Regions from separate parts of the Neogale vison genome. Here region 2 is linked to region 1. The links are chromatin contacts, called in public Hi-C maps. All regions are on one chromosome and are shown on one strand. The core of a region is the stretch at or near the end of the contact, and the rest is flanking DNA. Distances in the headings are between cores, read along the strand shown.

Region 1 (3,433 bases), core at 700-3,199:
CAGAGTGCATTCCCCAGCTCATATATCAGTTTGTGTCTGTCCCACGGTCCCCAGGTGTGAGGGTCCGTCTTGACCTTGTTCAGCCTTGCCGGGCACCGCATGCACAGCCCATGTCTGGGGTGACCACCTCTTGCAATCCTTCTTGTCTTTCCTCCCAAGCCCTGGCCCATTGTTCTTCCTGTTTGGGGCATCCCTGCTTGGAGTCCAGGTACACCTCAGCCAAATGCTTGATGTTTGGTTACTGGCCCTTGTCTTTGACTCCATTTTTATCCAGAAGCTTAGAGGACTCGTCTGTTTGTGTCCTTGCCAGCAGAAAGGATATTAAGCCATTAGCTGCACCAGAAACTGTGTACCTGGTATGAAACAGAAACTGTTTTTTAAAAAATGACTCAGTGGAGATTTCCCCAAACTTTCCTTCCCTGCAAAATCTTTCCAGTTGATACTAATGAAATTGCCTTGTCACTTGGGAGATATTGTATAACGGGCCTTTGTTCCAGTTGGAGCACATCTGCGGGGACCACACCGACTGACCAAACCTCTCTCAGTTCTTGTTTCCCCCCGGCAGCCCTGATGTGTGTGTGTTCCCTCAGCCCAGGCCATGTCTATGCAGAGGCTGTGGCGGAGATAAGATGGTTTCATGGATCACAGAGCCAAAGAACTTTTGAGTTCACAGTCCTTCCACGAGCCATATATGGAATATAATTGAGGCTTTGGGGGACATAACCTGGAACTTCGGGAAGGTGGAAGGGCAGTGAGGATAGATGTTTGGATGGTGGAGCTGGAAGAGACCTTAGCGGAGATTTAGCTCCACCTCCTATTTTATTTTACTTCATTGTAAAAGATTTTATTTATTTGAGAGAAAGAGAGAAATAGCGAGAGAGCACAAGCGGGGGGAGGGGCAGAGGGAGAGGGAGCAGCAGGCTCCCCGCTGAGCCTGGAGCCTGATGTGGGGCTCGATTCCAGGACCCTGAGATCATGACCTGAGCTGAAGGCAGACGGTTAACCGACTGAGCCACCCAGGTGCCCCTTACTTATTTTTTTTATTTTGGGGGTGGCGCAGAAGGAGGGAGAGAGAATCTTAGGCAGACTCCATGCCCAGCATGTGGCCCCATGTGGGGCTTAATCCCAGGACCCTGAGATCATGACCTGAGGTAAAATCAGGAGTTGGATGCTTAACAGACTGAGCCATCCAGGCACCCCTTAACCTCCTCGTTTATAGGAAAGGAAATAGAGGCTCAAAGAAGTGAGGGACCTGCCTGCGGCAGAGAAGCTAGCCAGTGGTCAAGCTGGAAGGAGACACTAGGTCTCCTCCCCTGCTATACACTGTCTCTGATGAGCAGCGAAGGGAGCCAGACCTGGGGCGGGCAGAAAATGCAGAAATCCCAGTGGAGGGGGACCTGGTTCAGCCTGGCCTCCCTTTCCCTTCCCCAGGAGGGGACTTTCTCCCCTAAGCACCTATGTTAATCTCAAGAATGAAAAAGAACTATTAAGCTCTCAAAACAAGCCCTGGAATTACCTCAGCCAAAAATTTAAACCAACGTTTTAAAAAGTCTTGCTGTTTTAGCAGATACACTGGAAATTTCCCTGCAGAGTGAGAGACTGAGTGGGACCTGGTCCTGCTCTTTGGAGACGGTCACCGCTTGGATGGCCTCTCGGTAGCCCTGCTGCTTGGCACTGCCACAGATGTTTTGGGAGCAGTTTGGTTTTAAAATAGTTTAAAGATGAATGGACAGAGTCTCTCTTCAGAACCTGGACTCTTGGTGCCCTTTACCTCGGCAAGGGAGAGTTAGCAGAGCTGAAGCAACCCAGCAACTTCTCGGGTTTTCTTTTTATTCCCCGAGGGAGTCCTGTGTGTGCCCTGTGCCAGAGCAGCTGAATTCCGAGTTGTTCTCTCTCCCTTTTCTCCACTTCCTGAGCCCTTTGCTGGCTCCCTGCCCGGCCCTGTGTGAGGGGCCGAGGCCTCCAGTTCTCTCTGGCACTGGTGTCGGGCCAGACACGTAGGTGGCTTTTCCATGGCACCGCTCAAAAACTGGCTCTCCTGGTTTGTTTTTGAGAGAGAGAGAGAGAGAGAGAGAGAGAGAGAGAGAGAGAGAGAGAAAGTGTGTGTGTGTGTGTGTGTGTGTGTGTGTGTGTGTGTGTGTGTGTGTGTTTTCATGCCTACACCCTAGAAACATTCCAGCCAGAGGTGCCAAAAATCACAAGGCCCATTTGGGAACCCGTGAGTTCAGTGTATCCCTAACCATCTGCAGGGACTCAGATCCATCTGCATTTCCCACAGGAGGTCGTGGCGCGGCTTCTCGTCAGATGGGCTGGGCTCCCGGTTGAACTGTGCTTACACTAGTGTGGGACTGCTCTCTACCTCTGTCCACTCGGTCCTCCCCTCTCAAATGACAGTGCTCTCCCTGCAGGTGATAAAGAAGGAGACTGGATTTTGGAGAGACTTTGGATTTGGGATGACCTGTCAGTACCGGTCAGACTTCATCAATATAGGTAAGAGGCACCGACTGGCGGCAAGTCTGGCCTCTGCTGCCACCCAGAGGCCACGAGCAGCCCGGGAGGGAGTCGGGGCAGCTCCCCAGGAGTCTGAGGGCAGAGGTAGTGCCATTTCTTAAGAAGAGGCCCTTCCTTCTGTCAGGGCCTTGGAGGCTGGACCAGGATGAGGCTTGGGCATGCGTCGACACACGAGCCCCTCTGATCTCCACTAGACCCTCTCAGTTATCCCAAATGTGGCACACAGTCTGAGAAAAAGACTGTTGTCGCAGAAAGGTGGCTTCAAAGCAAGTCTCCCCACCCTCCCCACCCCCCAACCCCCAATGCCTCCTTCCTACCTGATTCTGGCTCTGGTCCCTCTCAAGCAGAACATTCTGGGCCTCCATGGTAGTAGCGGAATTCACTGAAAAAAAAATAATAATAAGGACAACACGGGGAATTTGGGATAATCACATACCGGAAAGGGTTGAAATTTCTCTCTGCTGAACCTTCGAAAATTCTAGGTACTACTACAAGCTCCAAATGAGTGTATAGTTCCTGTCAACACACACACACACACACACACGCAGAGGTTCCCAGAGCACTGAGAGGAAAGGCCCTTAGGTTGCAGCTGAAAAGGGCAAAGGGACCACACAGCAAGTGAGGGATGTAGGATGAGAACAGAGCGTTTCCTGTTCCCCTTGGAAATACTACCCCACTTCCCACAGCAGTACCTCCTCCTGTGCCCCGAAACAGAACAAAATTATGGATCATACGTGACTAGGATATGAATGAATAAGGCAGAAACTTTGATTTTGTGCTCAGGGGGTCAAAGTGGACCTGGCTTGGGGTCAGGGTAGCCCTGCCCTCACAGAGCATGGAGATTTCCATCCCCACTCCCCACCCCCATATGCCCTTTCTAAAGCAGGTTTCCATTTCGAGAAACTCTGTTTCCTTGTTCTTT
Region 2 (3,433 bases), core at 510-3,009, 410 kb before region 1:
AAGGGAGCTTAGAGGTTTCTAAGCAAATGCTCAAGGGACCAAGTGACACCATCTGTACAGACTTTGGGTACCAATACCACAGATGTTGAGTTTTCTATGAAATGGCTATACATAAATTAGTGTTCCAGAAACGGTAATTTATACACCTTTATCATTCTATTCTTACTTCTTAAAAATTGGGTTTGTTTATCCTGTGAGTCGTTCCTTAATGCTGAAGTAATAATGCTGATTTCTCTCCACACCACCGGCTGATCTGGGAAATTCACAAACCTATTTTAAAATGAATGCAATAAATTAAAATGTCAGATTCTATATAGTATTACACACAAAAAAGAGCATTAGCATATGGAGAAATACACACTTTTCTTTATTACAAGTGAACACGTAAATTGGAACAGTATTTTTTAGAGTAATTTGATAGTGTATTGTGTAATATCCTTGACTGTGAAAATCAATGTTTAAGAATCTACAGAAAAATACTAAAATACGGGTACACATTTGCTTACTGATACTCTGAATATAATCTCAAATAATTGGAAATACCTCAATGTCCGCCAGTATTACGAAATGCTACGCAAATATGAAAAAGAAGTGCTCCACATACTGAAAAACAAAGGCATCGCTCCATGACAGAGGGCGAAGCAAGCAAGCTGCAGCGTGACGTATGTAGTATGACTTCACTTTTGTACTCTTCCCCACTTACACGTATTGTACTGTGCACACATGCACACACAGACGCACGAAACTCAACGGCGGTAGAGTCGGAGGGACTCGGACTTGTTATTCTCTATGCGTCAGTACTGTCTGAACTGCAAGGGTACCGACTATTTCTAAAGTAAAATAAATGATCGGAAAGAAAAGTTTCGGCAGGCATCAAACACCGGGAGCCTTCCCTGCACAAGGCAGCCAGCCGTTAACGGAGGGCCCGGACGCAACAAAGTGAGCCGCGGATACCCGAGCCGCAGATGCACGGGGAGATCCTCCCCGCCCCGCTTGCACGCACAGACAGAGCGTCGCGCGAGACCCAGGGCCCGCGGGCCGCACTCACATGTCGTACAGCAGTCTCCCCGCGGTGGCGGTCCTCTCGGCGTTCCGCTCGATGGTGTACATCTCGTACTGCAACACACATGGCCGCGAGGGTCACGACCCCCGCCCAGGGCGCAGCCTAGCTCACCGCCCGCCGCGCCAGCCGGCCTCTGCCGAGCGCCCCTAATCCGGGAGGGCCGGACAGCCTAGCGTCACCCGGCGGCCCAGAGCCGCGGGACTCAGGAGTACGACCCTCGGGCTCACTGACGATCCTTCGGTCCCCAAGACGGGGCGAATAACGTCTCCGCAGCAGCAGGCACTCAACGAATGGCTGCCACGCTGACGAACGAGCGGAGAACGGCCTTTGCGCGGGGCGCGGGAGGTGGGGAGACGTGGGAAGGCAGGGGTCGGGGTGGGCCGAACTGGAGGAGGCCGCCCCCAAGTTGGGAAGGGCTGGCGGCCAGGGCGGCCCCAGGGCGGCGAAGCGCTCACACCTCCACGGAGGCAGCCGCGCGCGCGCGGGCCGGACCTCACCTGGATGTTAAAGTCGGTGGGGTAGAGGCTGCGGGCTGTGATCAGCCAAGCCTTGGCTGCCCACAGGTCCTGCTGCACCAGCTCCCGGGCTCGCTGCACCAGGAACTCGCAGTCACCCTGGGCCGACATGACCCGGGAGGCGTCGGGCCGCGGACAGCAGAGGTCGTTTACCTTCCGGCTCTGGAGACGCAGCCGCCGCCGCCGCTGCCGCGGGGGTGGCTTCTGCGCATGTCGAGGTTGGCCGATCCGTAAAAGTGTTCCGTGTTTTGCGAAGAGCCTCCTCCAGTCCTCCCCCTGTAACCGTCCGGCCCCTTCCTCCTTGGAGGACGTAGTGTTTCGGTAAGGACTTTTCCAGGTTACCTCCAAAATGTGGAGAAGTGGATTCCCACTCTTGCGGGCTCCAGCGTGAGCGTCGTCCAGTCAGGGAGCATGCGCGGTGCCGGTACTCTCCGCGCTGCCTCGGCGGGTCCTCGGCGGGTGCTTCCATCCTCTTGGAGATGTGCGGGTTTACGGTCCGTGGGTGAACTCGAGGTCTGGTACCCCGGACCAGGCTGGGAAGAAGTTTGAGAGGAAAAAGATGAGGGTGGCCTCGGAGGCTGTGGGAAGGAGCAGGCAGAGCTCCCTCGGCCCGCCGGAGTTGAGGAACCTGTCCCTGGGTCGTTGCCCATGATTGGGTTTGTGGGAAAAAGTCTGAGTCCAGATTAGGGGCCAAGGCTCAGAGGGCCATGGTAGATGCCTAGCGTTCGTTCTGGTGCATTTCATCTTTTCTAAGTATGTCCATATTATCTTGTTGCTTTTTTATTTGCTGATTTCTGCAACAAACACTGAGCTCTTGCAGTAATTAGCACGTGCAAAGTGCTTCGCTGCATGCAGTGGGAGCGACAAAGGTTGTTCCTGTCCCAGCAGGGGTTTTACAATGATTTGGACATGTGGCCTGCAGAAATCTTACCATCAGTCCCATCAATCAGTGTCATTTTCACCGACACTCCAGATTTGTTTTCCATTTGAGAGAAGGAGAACAAAAGAGTCCCCCTGCTTTGGTGAAGGGGATACCTGCCTACTAAGAAGAACGTACCAAAATGTGGATTCATTAGTTTTCAAGCCAAGTTCTATATACAGAAAGTTTTAGCAAGTTCTGTTTACCACGGGTATCTTCGATTTATTTGATTTAAAGCCAAGAGATTAAGGATTCAAAGCTGGTATGTTTTAAAAATAGAAATTACTAGGTACTTACATATGTGAAAAACTGTATGTTAAAAAAGTATGAATATATACATTACTATTCATGGGTATATGTAAGGTCTAATATATTCTTACTAATTGTGATAATTTATAAATACCTGATCTTCAGGTTAATGGTGAATTAGTATGCTAACTTTAGACATTAAGTGCCAAGAAGGGCAGGCACAAAGAAGCAGTATAAAGCACCACTGCTATCAAATCCAAGCTTTTTTATTTTGCTATTTAGTTTATGATACCATTCTAAAGATAGCACTTTTAATTATCTTCCCCTTTACTCAAAAATTTTAAGGGTTTTATTTATTTATTTGGGAGAAAGTGAGAGAGCGAGAGAGAGAGCAAGCAAGCATGATATGGGGGAGGATCAGAGAGAGAAGCAGACCCCCAGCTAAGCAAGGAGCCCGATGTGGGGCTCTGTCCTGGGACTCTGGGCAATCATGACCTGGGCCAAAGGCAGATGCTTAACTGTCTGAGTCACCCAGGCACCCCTTTTACTCAAAAATTTTAAAAAAATTTGATTTTGTTTCATTAGTCACCCAGAAGATATTTTAGCTAGATTCACTGTATTAGTATCAGTCATTCTGTGATCTATCTGTTGTGTACATAAGTAAGCATTCTTGTTTCAAAGAGGCTG

Evidence for each region. Hi-C and Micro-C count contacts between places; a contact is called where the count stands out from the background.
Region 2: a contact with region 1 is called in a Hi-C map of fibroblasts, with 4 times the contacts expected there. The contact joins the promoter of INTS10 here to the enhancer-like site in region 1. A contact is called at or near these places in 2 of 3 Hi-C or Micro-C datasets (fibroblasts and muscle).

Annotation. Positions count from the first base shown.
Region 1 is chr11:172,537,772-172,541,204 of ASM_NN_V1, reverse strand. CSGALNACT1 (chondroitin sulfate N-acetylgalactosaminyltransferase 1) reads left to right here. Exons shown (of 9, transcript XM_044225260.1): 8 at 2,409-2,490. Among named protein-coding and RNA genes, the nearest start is that of SH2D4A, 75 kb to the right of the region's middle. Within about 2 kb of position 1,949, the one cell type or tissue checked has open chromatin away from gene starts, as enhancers often do. A contact at or near this core is called in fibroblasts, where this site is marked.
Region 2 is chr11:172,948,332-172,951,764 of ASM_NN_V1, reverse strand. INTS10 (integrator complex subunit 10) reads right to left here and starts at 1,759. Exons shown (of 17, transcript XM_044225270.1): 1 at 1,561-1,759; 2 at 1,049-1,116; 3 at 167-270. The coding sequence starts at 1,689.